2 separate regions of the Zea mays genome follow, and region 2 is linked to region 1. The links are chromatin contacts, called in public Hi-C maps. All regions are on one chromosome and are shown on one strand. Each heading gives the region's core, a stretch centred on a gene start, on an enhancer-like site or on the middle of the called end of the contact. The rest is flanking DNA. Distances are from core to core; before and after follow the strand shown.

Region 1 (6,067 bases), core at 1,685-4,184:
CGAGAGGCGAAGACCTGCATAGGAGTGCATGTATTCATTTTTCTCTCAATCTAATTGTAATGTACTATTATTGCCTCAAGAAAATTGTAATGTTCTATTGTACTAATTAAATCCTTGGTATGAAAATCACGCTCTTGATGATGTCTCGGTGATGAGGATTCTAGAATATCGATTTGGCCAACAAAGACTTAGCTACTATAGTACTCAAGAGTGAAGTGTTGGAGAAGATTGAATATGAACATATTATGGAAGATTTTATTTCAAAGAAGAACGAGTTATTCAAATTTACCTATTCTATTACAATGTATGCCATTGCAAGTTTTAGATTGTTATTATTCGCTTTTTCTAAAAACATATAAGTTATACTTTAGAGTTAGCACAGGGCCTCAAATATCTCCAGCCCGACCCTGCGCGGGCTCGAACGCACAACATTTTTTGCTCTTATTATTTAGTTTCCAATACAATAATATATGCATGCGATAATTAACATGTCTACATATATACAGAACATGCCAGATAGAAATTATACATATATGCATTAGGGACGATGGGCATTTGCATACACTCTCAAATGCCAATAATTTATTTGTTAATCTAGGACATCATAAGGCTATATCGTTCCTCTCAACCTCCAATGCTATTTCATTTCTCCTTGTGAATGGAAGTGTGAACGGTGGATTGTACTGCAGATTGAGAAAATCTAGAATCAGGCACTGAAAAGCATTCCTCTAATAAGCTAGGTAAAACTACAGCTCATAAACCTTAACCATTTCAGAATCTTTACCTGTGCGACTTCCACCACCGAATCATCTTTCACTCTAAATGTGGTATCTTTACGGAGAGATTCGCGCAATTTAGACTCCCTCTGGTTTATATCATCATCAGTAACCAAACCTGTACGGACACAAAGGAGTGTGGACTATGACAATGGTACCATGGTTGACAAAGATTGCACGCCAGTATCAATATGACTTCATAACTGACCATATCCAATGAACCAACAAAGAATGAAGAGAAATGGTTCATTTAGCAGAGAGCTAAGCGTCTCAATATTGTAGCATCAGAATATTAAAAACAAATGAGATGCTTATTGTTGTGAAAACTTTCTCCAGCCAATAAAATTTGAAGTTAAAAGAGTTCTTATATGCTTTTATTATATTGTGAACAAAAAAGAATTGTAATGGCTACTCTGTAAGACAAATGGTAAATACATAGAGCTCATTAATCATTTCAAAATAACAACTTGAGAAAATCTGGTTTGATCTGTGTCATCATGAAAGTAATTCTATATTAGAGATCGTGTTGGTGTTTTGAATTGGGAAGGAACACAACAACTCCTATCGTTCTAAACTATTTCCTGACTAAAAACAAAAGGCATGTGGTTAGTGATAAAAAACGGTACGCTCCATACAAATGTTTCAGTAGATTAATTATCTATCATTATGATTTCTGCAGCAAAAAGGATCTTGAGTAATCAACAGAAGAAAAGGCACAGAAAATTGATACAGAGTATTTCTGTTTTTTTTCATTACAAATACTGAAAAAAGATTTAAAATTTTGTACCTATAAATTATGTACTTGACTCTGAATATATAGCTTCTTAATCACATACAGCTATGAAATGGGTATGACAGAAGTACAATATTATGGACCTGAAAAGGCTGCAACGGCAACTATTTTGCTGGGCACCTCCTTGATAATCACAGAAGGATCTTTTGGGCGAGGCAAATTGGAACCATACTTCGCTGGCATCACAAATGACATTTTCCATTTATTTGTACCAGCTGACTGCAGGTGACAACGCACAAAAAGGACAGGTAAAACTTCATAACTTTCCAGATAATGAAGTAACCTAAATGGCGAAACAAGGACAGCTCAAAACAATGGCACAAGTGAAAGCCAAACTGCACCTTTTTTGTTATCACTGGGGTCGTCATGTCCATTGATTGGCCGTTTGACTCACCCTTCCGAGTAAAAACAGGTGTTGTCATTTCCATTTGCTCAGAGGCAGTATTCTGAAGCAAGAATGCCAATGATGAAGTCAATTAACATCAGACCATGACTATCCAATGAAACAACAAGGGAATGGACGTCTGGACCGTGGTAGAAACGTGACAAATACCTTACCGAATAAATATGATGCCAGCACGTTGAACGACTGAGATGACCCGTTGAAATCGAACCCAGATCTTCCGGGCATCGTCGTTTCAGCAACGAAGTATGACTGATGAGAGTTCACAACAGAAGACACAATCATTCAATGAACCTCATAGTATTATCATATTCTAACGGGTTCAATTTCCACACACGCACAAATTTCTTTAACCAATGGTTGAAAAGCGACCACATATTAGAACAATTACCTCCACTTCTCTGATCTCGTACTCTGCCTCGCGCTTCAGTACGCGAAACGGAACTGTCTCGAGATCAGGCACTGCAAAAAAAGTACATGAATCTAACTCAGAAATCGTGGCCTAAAATCCTGAGGATTCTACGATTTGGGGTACAAGCTGCTGCTATTCATTTATTACCGACCGGACATGAGGGCCTCCTCGAGGGTGCGGGGCTCGAAGCGGCCAGACGGGAAGGCGTACTTGGCGGCCTCATCGGCGAGCTCGGCGAAGCGGCGCTGCGAGGCGGAGAGCGCATGCGAGGCCAAGGCCAGCACCAGCGACGCGCGGGCCTCCGCTCCGCTCACACGGGTGCCCGCGGCCACGACGACCGTCCGCGGCGAGCGGACGTCTCGGGGAGGCTGGCCTGGGGCTCGAAGCGGCCGTGGGGAAGCGGAACACAGCGGCGACGGCGCCATTTGATTTCCAGTTCGGAGCGGTGATCGCGAGGCGCGAGTGGTGCAGTGCGGGTTGGCGATTGCCTCGCAGTGGGGTGCCGTGTGGCGCTCGTCCGTGGGATGGGAGAAGGCTGAAGGCGGTTGCGTTCTGCGGTTCTGTTCTGGTGTTCGTTCTATTGCGGCAGATTTTTTACATTGCGGCTTGGTTGTGGGCTTGTGGCCTCGGGAACCGGAGCGCGAGGCGATTTTTGCTTTAGCCTCTGGCTCTGTGAAATCCCAAACATATTTTGGAAGTTCGTGCCAACCATTGGGCCGTATTTGTCATTCTCTATAAATATCTGATTGGTTGTTGTAAAGTGGTAAGCTGCCTCATATATGAGGGGTCAAGTTTCTTGTGCACAGACTTGTCTGTACATATGTTTTTGTTTAGTTGGTTGCATTATTACATTCAGGACAAATATAGTTTTAATTTAGTTATCTGCACCAAAACGTGTATTAGAGAAGAGTGAATAAATAAATCTTTGAATATTATATACCATGTATGGTCTAATTTTGTTCAAAAAATCCAGGAACATGAATATAAAATCGGTTCAATGATTTATTTTTTATTTAAAAGTTATGATGCAAAAACAAATATAAATGTCTTCTCGTTTTACGTGCAACTACATGCAGAAGCATGCCACTGGACTGCACGCGAGCGTACGCGCGCTAGGAGCATCTCCCGCGGGCCTGGCTCGTCGTCTATTTTTGCATCTGTTCAACCTATACCTTGAGAGAAGTGAACCAAACAATACGCACTTTGAGACTCCGCGGGTGCAGCTGTAGCCTCTCGCACGTCAACCAAACAGAGAGTAAACGTGCCTGTACGTCGCCAGATTGTAAAAGGTCAGGTACAACTTTAAACCCTTAAAATAGTTTTCCAATATAAAAGATTGCACGATATAACTTTAAGCCTCTAGATAATAAATATAGTTTTCCAATAACTAGTTGTCAGAACTAGGCGTTACTGTAGCACCCTAATTTTTAAACCAACAAAAAATTAAAGATTTAGTTTAATTTGTTAAGATTTTGGTGGTTTAGAATCACGAATTACAATTTTAGATATATTTTTTATAAATCAATTAAGACGAATCAAAAGGTTGAAATGAGTATGTTGCGTTCATGCTATTGCATAGTGATTCTGAGTGCAAGAAGTGTTTGAAACATGTTAATATATCCTGTAAAAGTCCCCGTTGATTTTTCGTATTTGTCTTATTATTTTTTATATTTACGAAAAGTAAAATATATTTATTTGAGGTACTTAAACATCGTTTTAAAATATCCAAATATTTTTATTGAGTTCATTGGATGCCAAAACATTTCTATAATTTTTAACAATTTTGGAGCGATTTGGACATTTTTCAGCATAAAAAATGAATTTATGTATTTTCCAAAAACAGAAAACTTTAAAATTCGAATTTATCTACATATCGGATAGACTAAAACCACCGCTATAAATATATGAATGGCTTCCCCTCAATGAGTTCATCCCATAATATGAAACCGTTTTTCCAAAGAGGACATATCTGGTGCACATGGAAGATTGGTGCACATGGTGCACATATTAAATCATCACCACTTATTTTAAATCTAACGTCTCTAATTTATTATTCAATTTACAAATAACACCTTCCACCACTACACACCACCACGGTGGAGGGTGCACTTAACAAAATATACCAAACAACTAGAGACATTAGATCTAAAATGAGTGGTGATGATTTAATATGTGCACCATGTGCACCAATCTTCCATGTGCACTAGATATGTTCTCTTTTCCAAATTCAATCTACAACTCTCGCAAATATTATCCGAAGTTCGATTTCCTCGTCAATGCCCTCTTGTCCGCCCTTTTTTCTCTTTCCATCGAGTCGTACAACAAGCTGCACCAAACCTCTACCCCTTAGGCTATCCGCAACTGTTACCTCTAAATTTTTCCCCTATATCACTTTTCCCCCCTATTTTTTCATCTCCCACAGCGGTTCCCCCTAAATACTCCCCTATACCCCTCTACAACTATAAAATATCATTTTTATATCAAATATCAATTTTTTATCTACTAACAATTACTCGTGGACCCACAGCACAGTGTTTAGGGTGATAAACAGTGACACGCTAGATCTAGGGGGAGAGAGAAGGGGGCCGGCGCGTAGGGGGCGCTGTAGGGGGCACCGCTGCGGCCGTAAGGTGCCCCCTACAGCCGGCATGCAAGGGGAGGGGGCTGCCTAGGGGCAGCCGTTGCAGTTAGTCTTATCCCGCATGTACCCCAAGCCCCCCACCAAGTACGTTGAAGACCCCTTTCCCCCGGCATGAAAAACAGCCTATCCAGGTGGTGCCTTCACTTTATTTATAGAAATAAAGAGAGAAAGAAACGGTACCCATTATAGATCTTATCTATTATTATATATATGTTAAGTATCATCTGTTAGATCTATTGCACCAAAAAAATCTTATTTTATCCATAACTTCTATGTTTTACTACGATTTAGTGGTTCTCGATCCTAGAGTTTCATCTCAACGCTTAGAATAATATTGTGTGGTTTGTTTCCATCTTTGGTGTAATGTTATTTTTATTCGTTGTTTGCCTATATATGTTTTGCTACGAATATAAAAGAGGTTACGACGAGGAACCTAAAGCCCAACTTTGGAGAAAGCATCTGAGCAGTTGGATTTACAAGTAAAAGACAAGTTGTGTCCTTGATCACATTCTTTGACCTAATAATATTTATGATTCTATTGATCATCATGGCACAATTAGGTTAAATTGACGGGACCTAATAGGTTACCTATTTTATTTACCCTACACCTTGCATACAAATGAATTATTGGTTAGTTTTGCTATTGCTCTATCTGGTTTTGGGTTAATGATATTTATGAATTATGATCATGTGTCATTATGATATAATGCTAGATTATTTATTATTGTGCATGATAAGATCACAAAAGTTTAATTGGAACATGGAGCGCTAACCCGAGACAATAGTGCTACCACAAGGGTGCAATGGGATGCACTTGGCCAATTAATTAGAAAAGCTAGTCAGGGATTACCTTAACCGAAAGGGAAAAGTGAGGAGTGAATCACTGTAAAGTATATGGTGGTTCTCGGGTGGATCATGTTGCGATGGCTTTTCAGACGAGGGATTCCTATACTTCCTTTTGCCTAAAACAGTAGCGGGTTTTCTCAAGCTAACATAACTTTTTATTGGCCTCGTAGTGGATCCCTAGTCATTCACCTTGAAG
Region 2 (5,984 bases), core at 920-3,419, 430 kb after region 1:
CACTGCTGATGACCATATGCATCAATTAGCTAAGGGGTAGGGAAGGGATTTTCTAGTACTATAGGGAGTATAGCTTGCATGCATTAGAAGTGGATGAACTATCCTATTGGATGGAGAGGACAATTCATAAGAGGGGACATTAGATCTCCGACAATCATGCTCGAGACGGTTGCCTCACATGACTTGTGGATCTGGCATGCTTTTTTAGGGTGACGACATTGAATGATAATGTGAATGTGCTCAACCTGACATGCTTAAGGATGAAGCACAAAATGTGAACTTCACGGTGAATGACCATGAGTACAACCAAGGGTACTACATTGTCGATAACATATACCCTCTGTGTTTGGTGTTCATGAAGACGATTCCACTCCCATAGACTCCAAAGTAGTGAGTGTTCATTGTGTGCCAGGAGAGCAAATGGAAGAACATGTACATGGTATTTGTGGTGCTTAAGGCTCGATTTCATATTCTCACAACCTTAGGTCGTTCTTTCTTTCAGTAGGTACTCGGTGTGATCATGTGTGCATATATCATTATGCATACTAATGATCATTGAGGATGAGCGTGGAGGACCATACGAAGTGGACGAGTACAAGATACTCGAGTTCTTGGTTGCAGCACCAATACAATCATCACCCCTATTAGGACCTGACAAGCGGGCCCAAACACTTGGGAGTTGCTGGGATAAGCAACACACAACAAAACGGTTAGCCTGGAAGCTGAAATGTCTTGTCAAGTGTATCCGTGTCGGGATCCGGACGGGAGTATTTATAGGGTAATCAGGGGGACACAAGCCTAAATATGATCGTATCACTAGTTACCTACTATATTCTTAGAATATGTCGTGCAATAGGGTAATTACAGTACAATATTGGCTCGTGCCTAATTACACCAAATCGTTTACCCGCTAGGGGATCTGGACAAAGGGCCTTGGGGTCTAGCAGGTGGACCCACTCTAAAAAATAGCAGGTGAGAATATGAAATCGAGCCTTAAGCACCACAAATACCATGTACATGTTCTTCCATTTGCTCTCCTGGCACACAATGAGCAAGGCCCACACATGTACATGGTATTTGTGGTGCTTAAGGCTCGATTTCATATTCTCACCTGCTATTTGTGGGCCTTGCTCCCGTCCACTGCCTCGAGGCCTCCGACCCGGGGATAAAAGTCCTAGTACCTTCAGCTTCCTAGCACCTTCGCCGCAACCAGCCTCGAGGTCCAGTGCCTTTGCGTGCTCTTGTGGGATCAACTCGTTCGGAGGGTAAGCTGGCGGTGGATCGAACGCGTCAGCCCTCCAGGTAGACTTCGAGTCGAAGAGCCCCCGCAGTGGCCAGCCTTCGCTCCGACGACGTCAATCGGAGGAGAGTGTGAGGGCTCTCATGCACCGTAGTCTGCACCGGCTGTGCGGGATGGCCAAAGCCTTATTTATGTTTGGGTCCCACATTCACAGACAAGTTAGCCTAGCTCCAGACGTGGTCGCACGAAGGGTTAATCGAGGTCTGGTTCGACCTTCGTCCCAACAACCCTCAAGAGTACCGACGGGCCGGCTTTGCAACCATCCTTGAGGAGATGCCACATCCCATACAAACTCGATGCATGGTTAGTTCGTATACTAGTACTCTCTTCAAATCTTAATCAACCCTTGAGTAGAAAGTTTAATGTCGACGTTTGATGACCCTAAATGTTCCCAAAAAATAATTTTAACTGTATTAATATCGGCGCACTGCCTTAGTCCCAATGTGGTACTAAAACCATCTCCCACGCTGCTGCGGCCCCACCGTGCCGTGCCTCGTCTCGTCCAAATACGGCTAGCTGTGTTTACTCTACGGCACGGCCTACGGGTGTCGGGTGCGTTGCCTTGCCTCAATGGCTGACGGGTGGTGCTACCAGGAGCCTGGCGAGCGGCGGCGTTGTCTTCCGCCCTCTTTTGTTGTTGGGAGGTTGGAGCAGGTGGCTATCTGTGTCGTTGGTATGATGAGTTGCAGTTGAGCGCAGGTGCCCGGGTAGAGGCTGACAAGTTGGTTGGCCAGTGGCTACGCTACATGATGATCGGCCGCCGTGCCCTCAATACAGCCACTCCGATCCCCCGCCGATGTGATCTCCTCTCCTCGGACTACAAGTACCCGCGACAGCGTTGAGTGCGTATACTAGCCGCGTACACATAACACATCTGGTAAGCGAGCACCGAGCAGCAGGCGGTCTCAACGGTCGACGCGCCAGCTTTCCTTGTCCATGCAGATCACTCGTCGTACGTTCCCTATGCTGGCTCCTCCTCGGCTCCCCCTCGCCGGGGCGCTCCTGCTGCTCCTCGCCGTCGCGCTCGGCGCGGTGCCGTGCGAGAGCGCCGCGCTCCGCCTCCGCGGCTCCGTCGCCTGCCTCGACTGCGCCGAGGGACACGATCTCTCCGGTACGTACGGTACACTGGTGGTCTCACTCTCAGTCTCACCTCACTTCTTGTCCCTCACTTCTCGATCGTGCCTTTTGTTTGTGCTTGGTGACAGGTGTGGTCGTGGCGGTGAAATGCGCCGGCGACGGCGACGGCAGCGCGGGCCTCCACGCAGCGCAGACCGACGGGCGCGGCAACTTCGACGTGGCCGTGCCAGCAGAAGCGTCAGCCTCGGGCGCGCCGTGCGCGGCCAGGGTCCTCGGCGCCACGGAGCAGCTCTGCGCGCCGTGGGGACTCACGGTCGCGCGCGTCGTCCCGGCCCGGGGGCCTGGCTCCGCCTCCTACCCCGCCTCCTATGTTCTGGGCTCCCGCCTCGCCTTCTTCACGAGGTGCGCTGCGGCTAGCGGCGGCTCCGCTGTCGCTGCGACCATGGCCGACCGTGAACACCAGGGTGGTAACGCCCCGATGGAGCCAGCGCTAAGGCCGACGCCACCGGCGGCACGGACGCCGGCGTGGACTCCACCGTCCCGTGGAGGCAACAGGCCGCCCTTCAGTTTTGGAGGACTGCCTCCCTTCTTCTTCTTCTTCCCGTTCATCCCGATCATCGGCATCCCTTGAACCTGAACGCTGCCGTGTCCAAAGCACTACCAGTACTACTTACATTTGAATCCCATGTCCATGTATCCATGACATAATGATAATGCTAGTGTATGCACGCCAAAACAGCATCCAATAAATCAAGAGATTGTGCTTTTCTCTTTCCAAGAGTGCAGCTAAGTTTTCATTATATTGTAGATTGGCAACAACTTTCTGGTCTGGGGAGTGAGGAGCGGTAGAACAAACTAGTGATGCATGGTCCAGGCTTTTGCCTGCTCAAACCGAGCAAACCAGTACACGGACAGGACTTCTCCAGCAGCCATGGAACACACACAAGAAACACGGCACCTCTACCGCTCCACAGCATGCGCTAACTTCTCTGGCTTAGACATGGTTAAAATATTGGCATCCTTCGGCTTCAAACAGACAAAACCCCAATTTGAATCCAGACACCAAATGTGGTCCAGAGTACAAGGAGAATCACGTAAGATTTCCAGACAGCTACCGTGCGCAAAGCTTAGGCAGCCCGCAGCCCGGAGCCCATCCTCAAAGCTCTTGTCACACTTCCAAATGAAATCCTCAATAAACTGCAGAAATGGTGTTTACATGGCAGGTGACGATACAACATGAAAACAGCCTTAAGCATGGCGTGAATTCACACCGCATCAGCATTATGCCAACCCTTTGTGCATGTAGGTATCTCCATAAACTCGTCAAACTCCTTGACATGAACATCACAGCATTTCCACTGCAAGAACAGAACAGATATGGGGTTTAGGGATGGCGAGAATAGCTGTTTACAGAGGCAGAAATCAACATATAGCTTCAAATAAATCCTTCAAATATATACATACCCCTCTCATCCTGTCATGGAAAACGGCAGGACCTGGATGGTAGTCACATGCAGAATCATGGTTATCCTTCTCCTTGTAGGATTTACCACATCCTTTATTTTTACATGTCCTCAGCTCATTTACATCGATCCTTTTCTTGGGCGGTGGAACAGCTGATTTCTCAACAGGTTCCTTGTTTGTATCGTCGGTAGCAGCTGGCTTTTGTGGCTTGGGCTGTGATCCTGAAAACATAGCACCAGAGCAAGCTCCATTTAACAGATTTTTAATAGGCAGCTAATAAAGATATTTTACCAAATTACCATAAAGGACCATACGTGTGGCCAAACATATGTGCAGGGTGGTAAATTGTGTAACACTTATAAATAGGAATCAATCAGTTTAACTAAAACAAGATTACTGCGAATACAAACTCACCATGATCGGAGCAAAAGAAACCTTGACGACACCTTGCACACACATCAACTCCCACACCCTGCTTAGAGGACTGGATCGGTGTTGCCTTTGTACGGTTAGATGAAACAGCTTTTGTGATTGGTTTTTCGGTTGTATGCTTTCCTGTTGTGCATCTACACCAAAATAGAGCATGCAATCAATTACTGCTCGCTCTGCTGACGTAAGTGTTGGAATTAGGGTTACGAAGGTAGTACGAGTGATAGGTTTGAAGTCTAGGACCAGTACCCCGGCGTTTGGGCGCCGTCCTCCTAGGGTTATGCTGGTGGTAGGGAAGGATAATTTGTGGAAGTGAGGGTGGTGGTGATGGCGCCTGCAGCAGGGTGATGGTGTGCAGGAAGAGCATCCTTGGGGAAGCTGGGAATCGGGGATGGGGAGTGTGGGAAGGCAATCTGGTGGATGGGTACAGGTATGGTTGTCCCGATGGCACCAAGGCGGAGATCGGCAATGGAAGGGGTGCCGTGGCAGATGGGAAGGGAACGATGGTGGTGGATGGCGTGGTGGTGGTGGGAAGGGGGGTGCCACCATAGCTTGGCATGCCATAGGGGAAGCAGCAGCACTGGTGGTGGTAGAAGATGGAGGCGGCAGTGGTGGCAGTGTCCTGTTGGACATGCCATAGATGGCGGCGAACTGCTGCACCATCAGCTGCTGGAATGCCATGAAGTCCACCTATGAAATTGGTTGGTGGCAGCAGTCGTCACATCAATAGATGTGACAACGGTGGAGGTGATGGGTGGTGCTGATCCTGGCGTCACATCGTCGGAACCTGGCATCTCCGATACCAGATTGTTGAAATTAGGGTTACAAAGGTAGTACGAGTGGTAGATTTAAAGTCTAGGACCAGGGACTCGGCATTTGGGATGAACAGTGCACGGTTGAACAGTAGATACGTTGAGGGGGAAGCAAGGGCAAGACACTTGCCTGCTTGATTTCTTCCTTAATCAAAGGAGTACAATATATAGGTTGTGATAGCAGCCCCTAACAAACTAACTAACTCTATCCAGGAGTTCGAAACTAATGTTTATCTATCTAAACAAACTAACTAATGCTTATCCATTTAAACAAACTAACTAATGCTTATCCATCTAAACAAACTCACTGATTTTATTAGGGCTGCTGGGCTACCGGTCATAACATAAGAGGTGACTGAATGATATTGGTCTATAATGAAAAAACACCATGATCAAAACTAGAACGTGGACCAGCTTAAAAACATTATTTCATAACGGATAATGGTACAAAGACATCAATTCTTGAATATTTATTCACCAGCAAACCTAGACTCATATCTGGATCTGCATGGAGAATACAATAAATACGTTGAGCTGAGCTCATTCATGCAGATATTATTAGAGAATTTGCCACATATTTCTACTAGTGTGTTCTGCCACATAAACGTTTAAAATCGTTTAAACGTAGTTTCAAACAACATAGGAAAAATACCAATATATCATAATTTCAGACAATAACATGAAGTTAAATACCAAAACAGAGAGGTTAGTGGCTTACTAAAACTTCACACGAGACGGATTGGACCCAAAAATAACTAACAGACCGGACCCAAAAGTAGCTAATGGTCTTGTTAGATTGTGTGTGTGTGGGCCGGCACTACTGTTGGGCTGCCGGCCCATTAGGGTTAGGGTTCTGTGTCTATATATGTAACCACCACCTCTATGCAATACAATCAAGAGTT

Evidence for each region. Hi-C and Micro-C count contacts between places; a contact is called where the count stands out from the background.
Region 2: a contact with region 1 is called in a Hi-C map of bundle sheath, with 4 times the contacts expected there. The contact joins the promoter of LOC100276913 here to the promoter of LOC100281259 in region 1. A contact is called at or near these places in 8 of 25 Hi-C or Micro-C datasets (bundle sheath, ear, endosperm and 3 more).

What each region holds. Positions count from the first base shown.
Region 1 is chr5:172,544,291-172,550,357 of Zm-B73-REFERENCE-NAM-5.0, forward strand. It overlaps LOC100281259 (SOUL heme-binding protein), which reads right to left and starts at 2,935. Exons shown (of 7, transcript NM_001154178.2): 1 at 2,536-2,935; 2 at 2,364-2,434; 3 at 2,123-2,224; 4 at 1,911-2,015; 5 at 1,653-1,788; 6 at 785-894; 7 at 415-683. The coding sequence starts at 2,809. The coding sequence ends at 603.
Region 2 is chr5:172,972,861-172,978,844 of Zm-B73-REFERENCE-NAM-5.0, forward strand. It overlaps LOC100276913, which reads left to right and starts at 2,170. Exons shown (of 2, transcript NM_001165426.1): 1 at 2,170-2,411; 2 at 2,506-3,148. The coding sequence starts at 2,237. The coding sequence ends at 3,008. LOC100286145 (integrin beta-1-binding protein 2) reads right to left here. Exons shown (of 6, transcript NM_001159033.2): 4 at 4,256-4,407; 5 at 3,842-4,062; 6 at 3,025-3,735. The coding sequence ends at 3,643.